2 separate regions of the Mus musculus genome follow, and region 2 is linked to region 1. Evidence: chromatin contacts called from public ChIA-PET data. All regions are on one chromosome and are shown on one strand. Each heading gives the region's core, a stretch centred on a gene start, on an enhancer-like site or on the middle of the called end of the contact. The rest is flanking DNA. Distances are from core to core; before and after follow the strand shown. Region 1 holds the start of Nr4a3 (nuclear receptor subfamily 4, group A, member 3). Region 2 overlaps Erp44 (endoplasmic reticulum protein 44).

Evidence for each region. ChIA-PET counts read pairs in DNA pulled down with a chosen protein or histone mark.
Region 2: an RNA polymerase II ChIA-PET map of memory CD8 T cells shows a contact between it and region 1, with 38 read pairs. The contact joins the enhancer-like site here to the promoter of Nr4a3 in region 1. A contact is called at or near these places in 5 of 39 promoter capture datasets (the C10 cell line, hematopoietic stem and progenitor cells, pre-B cells and 1 more), 2 of 115 datasets of contacts at active chromatin or transcription factors (memory CD8 T cells and stem cell-derived neural progenitor cells) and 3 of 9 other capture datasets (adipose tissue, liver and pancreatic islet).

The regions. Positions count from the first base shown.
Region 1 is chr4:48,043,452-48,047,363 of GRCm38.p6, reverse strand. Nr4a3 (nuclear receptor subfamily 4, group A, member 3) reads right to left here and starts at 2,059. Exons shown (of 8, transcript NM_015743.3): 1 at 1,648-2,059.
Region 2 is chr4:48,240,591-48,244,502 of GRCm38.p6, reverse strand. Erp44 (endoplasmic reticulum protein 44) reads left to right here. Exons shown (of 12, transcript NM_029572.3): 2 at 954-1,026; 3 at 3,168-3,207. Among named protein-coding and RNA genes, the nearest start is that of Mir1958, 29 kb to the right of the region's middle. Within about 2 kb of position 1,917, at least 21 of the 459 cell types and tissues checked have an H3K27ac peak or open chromatin away from gene starts, as enhancers often do. A contact at or near this core is called in memory CD8 T cells, where this site is marked.

The DNA of each region.
Region 1 (3,912 bases), core at 810-3,309:
GAAGAAATAACTACCTCTGTCAAAGCCCCTTTCTTTCTCCGGGGCAGACGAAGGGAACACCCCCGTGTTCCTCTCCCCGTGGTGAAGTGTGTGGAGGAAACCGTGAAACACACCATTGTGACCTGGGCTCCTCCGCGGAGTTTCCAATCGGGGAGCGGGGGCGGAGGTTGGGCGGGGGCAAGAGAGGTGGAGGAGAGACCGGCAGAAAGGGAAAGACAGAGATTCTCAGAAAGACCGAGGGAGCTTAGGCAAACCCCGGGGGGGGGGAGAGAATTTCTGTGAGCGAGTGCTGGGTCCGGGATTTGGGGGTGGGTGGGGGGTGCCTGTGGAGGGAGGGAGTGGTGCCACCCCCACCCCCGGCAGTCTTTGGCGTTATGTGTATCTTGCTGGGTTAAAACAACTCCAATAAAGTAATTTCATTCATTGTGTTCAGTATGCGCGTTGGGCAGCTTTTCTTTCTCCAACTTGGTTCTATAAGAAACATTTCCCGATTGTTGGCAAAGGAGCTCCAGAATTGGAACAGCGGAGGAATGGCCGAACCGAACCCTGTAACCTCTCTCCCAGCCCTCCCAGGCCCTAGGATAAGCAGCTCCAGAGCACTATTGACCACAGTCCCCGCGGCTCTTCCCTCGGGAGAAGCCGGGCACATAAACAAAAGGCCAGCTCCAAGAACGTTCTTGGAAATCAAGGGACCAATGCTCATGAGCTCCCGCATGACTGCCGGAAGCCTCCAACAGGTTCGAGAGGTGCCTTTGAAAGCCAGTCTCCGCCGGCTGCGCTCCGCTGCTCGGCTCCCCTTTTCACCATCGAGAACTTTCCTTTCTACTAAGAAGAAAACACTCGGAGCAACTTCTCCGAAAGCTCATTGAAAAGTAACACAAGCCTTTCCCACACCAGCCAAGGCCTGGAGAAGAGGGACCTGGTCCCCACGCGTGTCGGGGCGCGAGAGTCGGCAATTACACCCGATTACCTCCATGGGGAAAAGTGTAAACCAGCAAGTCGGCGACGCCAGGCAGACGTGCCTAGTGGAGCCCGGGGCTCATTTCAATACAATAAGCCGCATTCCTACAATTACACCCTCTTTGCTGAGCTCCTCCAGAGCCTCTGCAAACTCCGGCCGCTGCTGCCCAGGCACTGGCCCTCCTAAGCTTTCTCCCAGACAACCAGCTCCGTTTCACCATTAGACACATTAACTCGGACCCACCAGAGTCCCTATTTCCAATTCCACTTAAAAGGCAGGAAAATTACTGCCGTTCATCACCGGGGCTCCAACTCTGCCTCAGCGGCAGCCGCTGCCGCCGCCGCCGCCGCCGCCGAGAGCATCATTACCATGACAACTAGAGCCGAAATACCCTGAATTACGACGCTGGAGCAGCTACAGCACAAATCCAGGTCCTCCTCTTTGTTAGAGGCTTTTAGCCTCTTTGGGTGGGGAGAGGAATCTCACAAGCTTCAGAGTCCCTGAGGGCCAGCTACAAGGGAAAAGTTTCAGCTTGGAACCCACCGGTAGCTGGGCGAGAAAACCTGAAAGGGGAGGCGGCGGGAGGGGGCCACCCCATATTAAAAGTTGTCAATTTCAGGAGCGACACTTCCCAGCGCGCCAACTTTTAAGCAAGTCCCCACATTAACTGGGCATATCGTACGTACTTGGGTGCTGTGGCGGTTCCGTCTTTAGAGCGAGTTTCTAGAGAGCGACCCCGAAATCTGGATTGGGGGAGAGTCACAGCTGCTGTCCCGGAAGGGCTGCGGTGCACAAACCCAGCGGCTCCCAGAGGCGGTGAGCGGCTGGCGGGGGATGCTGCGATCCCAACTCATGGGAGAGCGCCGCCGAGAGGTTCCGCAGGCATCCAGTCTCCGGCTGCGACCAGGGGGTAGGATGTCGCCACGTTTCCCACCTCCACGGACACTGCGGGCTCTGTCAGCGTTGCAAAGTGAGCCCTGGAGGGGCGTCCGGCTGCGGCGCGGCGCGGCGCGACACTGGCGAGGGAGCCGGGTGAGAGGGGTGTGAGCGCGCGGGAGAGAGTGGAGTGTGTGTGCGGAGCGTGTGAGCGCGCGTGTGTCTGTCTGTGTGTGCAAGTGAAGGAGCGGGTGTGAGCGTGTCTGTGTATGGGGAGCGGAGGAGGAGCAGGCGCTGGAGGGGTGGGGGGCGGGAGGCAGGAGACTCGGCTCTCCCGGCTGCGCGTTCGCTCGCTCTCTCGGCACGTCATTTATGCCACAGGAGCCCTAGCAGCCTCTCCATAGAGTGCCTGGAATGCGAGACGTCAATGTGACGACATGGGACGCTACGTCACCCTCCTCCTCCCTCCCCTGGCCCAGCCGGTTCCGCGTGTGCGAGGGTGTGTGTGTGTGTGTGTGTGTGTGTGTGTGTGTGTGTGCGCGCGCGCGTGCGCGCGTCCTCCGGCCATTCTCACGGCCGCACAATGGAAACCACGGGGAGCTGCGGACCCCAGCCCTGAGGCTTCTCAGATTCGCGCGGCCAACCCCTCTGCACGGGAGCCGCTTGCCAGGGCGCCGGTCTACCAGAGGGTGCCGCAGCCCGCCCGCGGGTCAGGCGGGACCGCCCAGCTGTCAGGCTCCGGGTGGAGCAGAGTTGGAGGAGTGCTGCTGGCTCGCCTCCGAGGCTGCCCCGAGGCATCTAGCCAGGTCCAGGGGGTAAGAGAGAGGACAGCTCTTCCGAAAGGGAAGGCTACGCCAGCCAGCTTCTCCGAGTGACCTGGCAGTCGCAGCTGAAGGAGTCTGGCACCAGGCCGAAGACTCCCAGAGGTGCAGCTGTGCTTCCCTCATGCAATGGTTCTAAGGCTGTTTACGTCCCTCTGGCCCTCTGCGCCTAGGCTAATTTGCCTCTTCCTCCTGTCATGCTGTTAGTGTTTCACCCTAGGATGCAGACAGTTCCAGGGACAAGATTTTATTTCTTTTTACTTATGGTGTGAGGTTCTTGACTGGACGCTTTATAATCCAAAGAAGTGCACATCCAGCCACGCGCGCGCTGCACGAGAAACTATATATAAAACAAACACACCACACGTGTTGAACAGCTGAGTGAGTCTGACTGTTCCTCTACTCCCCAGCACCGGGTCAGACATGGAACTCAACTCGCATTTGAGGGTTGTAGATGCCTCCCCTTCCACCTCTCAAATGAAATATTCAAAATCAGTCAACAGGATTCATTAGGTTGTCTCTAGGGGATCTTAACTATGGTCTCCTGGGGCGGGGGGCGGGGGGGGGGAGGTACATTTGTCTTCCAAGTATGTAGAAAGTCTGGGCGACTGTATAAGGGACAGCGATTTTTTCCTGGAAAAAAATTTAGGGTGTCACTTTCTTGCTGAGAACAAAACAAAACAAATAACAAAAACAAAACAAAACAAAACAAAACATGTTTGAGTTAAGAACTCTTAGTTCCAAAGGTTGCTGCTAACTGAAAGTAACCTCTTTCAGAAAAAAAAATTTTTTTTTACGAAGACGTTAGAATGAAACAACACAGACAGACGCGGTCTCCAGTGGTCTGCTAGAATCTCAAGTGGCATTTTCTTTTGATCTGCCCCAACAATTGAGCGTGTGGGTGGCAAAGTTGGGGGAATAGGATCCCCTAGTCATAGCACATGCTTCAGAATCTAAGAAGGTTCGAACTAGGACCAGAAACTCGAAAAACAAAACAACACATGCATAGTGTGTCTCTCTGTCTACGCCTCCACTTTCACTTTAGCCGGCTGGTGTGCTTAAGACCGTGAGCGGACGCTCCGAAAGTTGTCCCAGTCCAGAGGAACCGAGCCCCCTGGCTGCGGGTGCGTTCCCATCCTAGCCCAGAAGGAAGGAGGGCGCTCCTACATTGAATCCATTCAAAGGCTGGGGGTTGGGGGAGCAGGACCTGGAGCCGCGCGGCGCTGACGCACGCGAGGCGCGTGATTGACGCAG
Region 2 (3,912 bases), core at 668-3,167, 200 kb before region 1:
GAGAGCCTTGGGTTGGAGGCATTTTCTTGCTTTGGGTTCTTGTAACAAACCCAGCTGGATGCCAGTCTCATCTGTTGCGTATGTCCTAGTACAGTGTTTTTAAACAGGTATTCCATAGCATCAGCATGCCTGCTGCCTGCCTGTCTGTCTGTCTATCAATCTGTCTAAAGTTGAGTTATTGGTGAGTTACTAAACTTTGAAATGTCATGTTATAAGAAATAAGTGTTCATGTAGTAGCGTCCAATGGAGTATCTGGCAGTATTTAGTATTTGACTAAACTCTGACGTTAGTGTTCACTTACTGTAAAGCAGTGATTCAGTGGATGGGTTTTCATGTGTAAATTCTGCTTTGAACAAAAGATCCCCTGGGCAGTAGATACATTAAGGTAAAGATGGAACTTAAGAATAAATATTACTTACTAAACTGAGTAAAACTTTGCTACTTTGGTTTAAAATTTGATCTTATCTCTGCATTGCAGTTGTTAGGTTAGATTCTCTTTGACAAGCTAGAACTTGGATTTCCACATTAAAGAGAAAGTGAAAACATTATTTTTCTTGGGGTAGCTGACACATAACACATCATTATCACAGACAGTGAAAGCAGTACGAGGGCTGTCCAGGCAGGTCCTCCAGGCTCTGTCTGAGATGAATGCTGGTTAGAGTCACTGAGCTTAGTTTTATATCAGCACTTTCAGAATGGCTGAATAAATTCATAATTTTCCTAGTTATTTACAAACTATTTGGAAGTATAAGAATTCTCTGACCAATTTTTAGGCTGGGGAAGTTAATATTTCTATTTTATTGTTCTAATAAATAATGAAGGTCAGAATAGCTAATAATGATTAAATCAATTGATAGATGATTTTCTAAAAACAGGTAGAGCCAACTTTATTACTGTTTTAGACTGCTTTATTTTTTTATGGAATTGTTAATTTTACATTTTTAAATTTTCAGGTAACTTCAATTTTTACACCTATAACAGCTGAAATAGCAAGTCTTGATTCAGAGAATATAGATGAAATTTTAAGTAAGTATCTTGATTTTTTTTTAAAGTATGTTTTCTTCTCTATAAATAAATTATAAATAAAATTTCAATTATCTATAGTAGATAACAAGCTGAGATTCTGGCTCATTTCACTGATTGTATAAAAGTACTTTAGGTTTTGATTATTAGTAAAATTTCTTAAAGTGTGTCCTTCTTTCCTGTTTTGTAAGACATCTAACTTGTTTGTCTTGTTGTAGATAGCATTTCTGACAGTGCATGAGGTGTCTCATAAGGCCTGCAGTTGTCACTTTACACTCTGAATATTAAGAGCCATAGAGAAGAGCCAAGAATTTCTTTCTTTCATTTTAATTAAATGACTTATTCACCCATCTTTTTAATAACATCCAGTTAAGTTCAGTAATTGTTATACTGACTATATTATTTACTGATACTGTAATTATAGATAGAATTAACTTGGGGGATATTCTGATTTTTACAGATACTAAAGAAAAGGTCAAGGCATGGTTGATATGGTGGGTGATTACAATATAGGAGATTTTAAAATGTCTGCAGTGTCCATAAATCGTCCTTCTTTAAAAAAAAAACAAAAACCAAAAAACTAAAACCAAAAATGCCATGTCACTGGTTTGCATATGACCAAACCCAAAAGTATTTGAGATGAAGAGGAAATAAAATTACCTACATTGGTTTATGTTTGTGGAGCTTTAACTGTCAAAAGACGCTATTGCCACCTCATGAGCTCTCTAGAGCAGCATCTATATACCAGGTCTTATTACTCTCCGTGCTGCTTGGGCAGCTCCAGTTCCTGGCAGAAGCTGCTGGACCGCACCTAATTTACATTTCTGTGAGTTCCTGTGTGATGGTGGAACTTCTGGTCCAGAAACCAGTTTGTGAGTCACAGCTTGAGTGAACATGCAAGTGAACCAAAAATGTGAGAGGAAAAGGGGAAGGAGCCTGGAGTATGCACTTTTCTCATCCCTGTCACCGTCCAGATTCTGAAACATCTTTGTGTATTGTTTTCATGAGTTCTGAAAGAGGTTGTTGTTGTTGTTGTTATTAAATTTATTTATCATTTTACAACCCAGTATCAGTCCTTCCTCTCCTAGTACCCCCTCATGCAAGTCCCCTTAGAAGGAGAAGTCCCTCTCTGGGTGTCAACCCCCCCCCCCCCCCCGGCCTCCTCTCCCCATATATACACACATCAAGTCACAGAAGGACTAGGCACATCCTCTCCCACTGATGTCAGAAAAGGTTGTTCTTTTAGAGGTGTGGGATCCACAGGCAGGCAACAGGTTCAGGGACAGCCCCTGCTCCACTTGTTTGGGGGACCTGAATGACAACTAAGCTGCTCATCTGCTACATATGTTCAGGGGACCTCGGTCCAGCCCGTGCCCACTCTTTGGTTGGTGATTCAGTGTCGGGGAGTCCCTGTTCTCTTCAGGTCCCTCAGTTTTTCTCCCAAGCTCTATCAACTGTTTGGGTGTGTCTCTGCATCTCTTTCCATTGTGGAGCCTCTCAGAGGACAGTTATGCTAGGTTCCTGTCTGCAAGCATAACAAACAGAATTTCTATTATTAATAGTTTCAGGGATTGGTTCTTGCCCATGGAATGGGTCTCAATTTCAGGCAGTCACTGGTTGGCCATTTAAGTTTTTCTGAGTTGGGTTTAATCAAAAGAAGCAATAGTGTGTCTTTCTCGAGTCCTTACGTCCAAAGATTCAAATAATGGTGAGATTTTGTGTGACAGAGTATTATTAAGTAGGTAGGAACTAGGAAAAGTGGATTTTATAATGCAGCAAGGTAGATGTCTGAGAATGAGACATAGGTAATTGATCAGATCTCTTCAGTGAAGAATTCACCTTGCAGAACTGGTTCCCAGTTACTATGTGTATGAAATATTTAAAAATGGATTATTAAGTAAGCTCCAGGCGATCCTCCTTTACGAGGATGGATTGCTGAGTTTACATTGCGACCCAGGACGGGGTAGAGAAAGGGTTAAGTTATATATAAGCCAACCTTTCTGTATGGCTTTCTGGATGAGTGGTAGCTATTATCTCAAAGCTTTAACTGACTGTTTATAAATGGAAAATATCATGATAAAAATTGTATTTTTAAGTATGTCAATATAGACACAAATAACTTTGTTTTTGTTTTTAAATTTCAGATAATGCTGATGTTGCTTTAGTAAATTTTTATGCTGACTGGTAAGTAATCTTGTTTTAGTTTGGGGGTGGTTTCCCTTTCCACCTCTCTTTTCTTCTTTCCTTCTTTTCTTTGCTATTTTCTCTGTATATGAGAATAGGGCACAGAGTAGAAGTCAGGATATAGGCATGTCAAGTTTATAAGAATAATGTTGATATTTTTCAACTTACACACTTTTTTCCAGGAGGCCTGTAGTTCTTGCTCTAAATCAGATCTTGTCTTTTGACTTTATATGGTACCGGGGACCATTTACTTCTTTTTACTTGAGGTTGGTTGTCCCTTATCTGAAGTGCTTTGGCTCAGAATAGTTTCAATGTTTTGGAACATGTACATAGACTTTTAGCACTCGAGTGTCTTTAATTCAAAAATCCAAAGCCTAAACAATTCCAATATCTGAAACTTTATCGTTTGCAATTTCAGACTTTCAAATTAGAAATGTTCAATTTAGGTATTGGTTTTTAATCTGAGGTGCCCTACCGAACGGACTTTGAGGGCAGAAACAGTGTCTTACTAGTATTCCCAGAATCTAGAACTTAAGGTTGAAGTCTGCTAAAGAATAACTGAATTTGAATTTGAAGCGTGGGCATCGTTGCTTTCATCTACTCCCTACAAGGGTTATTATCTGCCAGCTGCTACCTTTCTGTCTGGGCTGTGGCCCTGTATTACCTTAGTTTCCTGTGACAGTCTCCTCCACTGGCTTTCTGTGC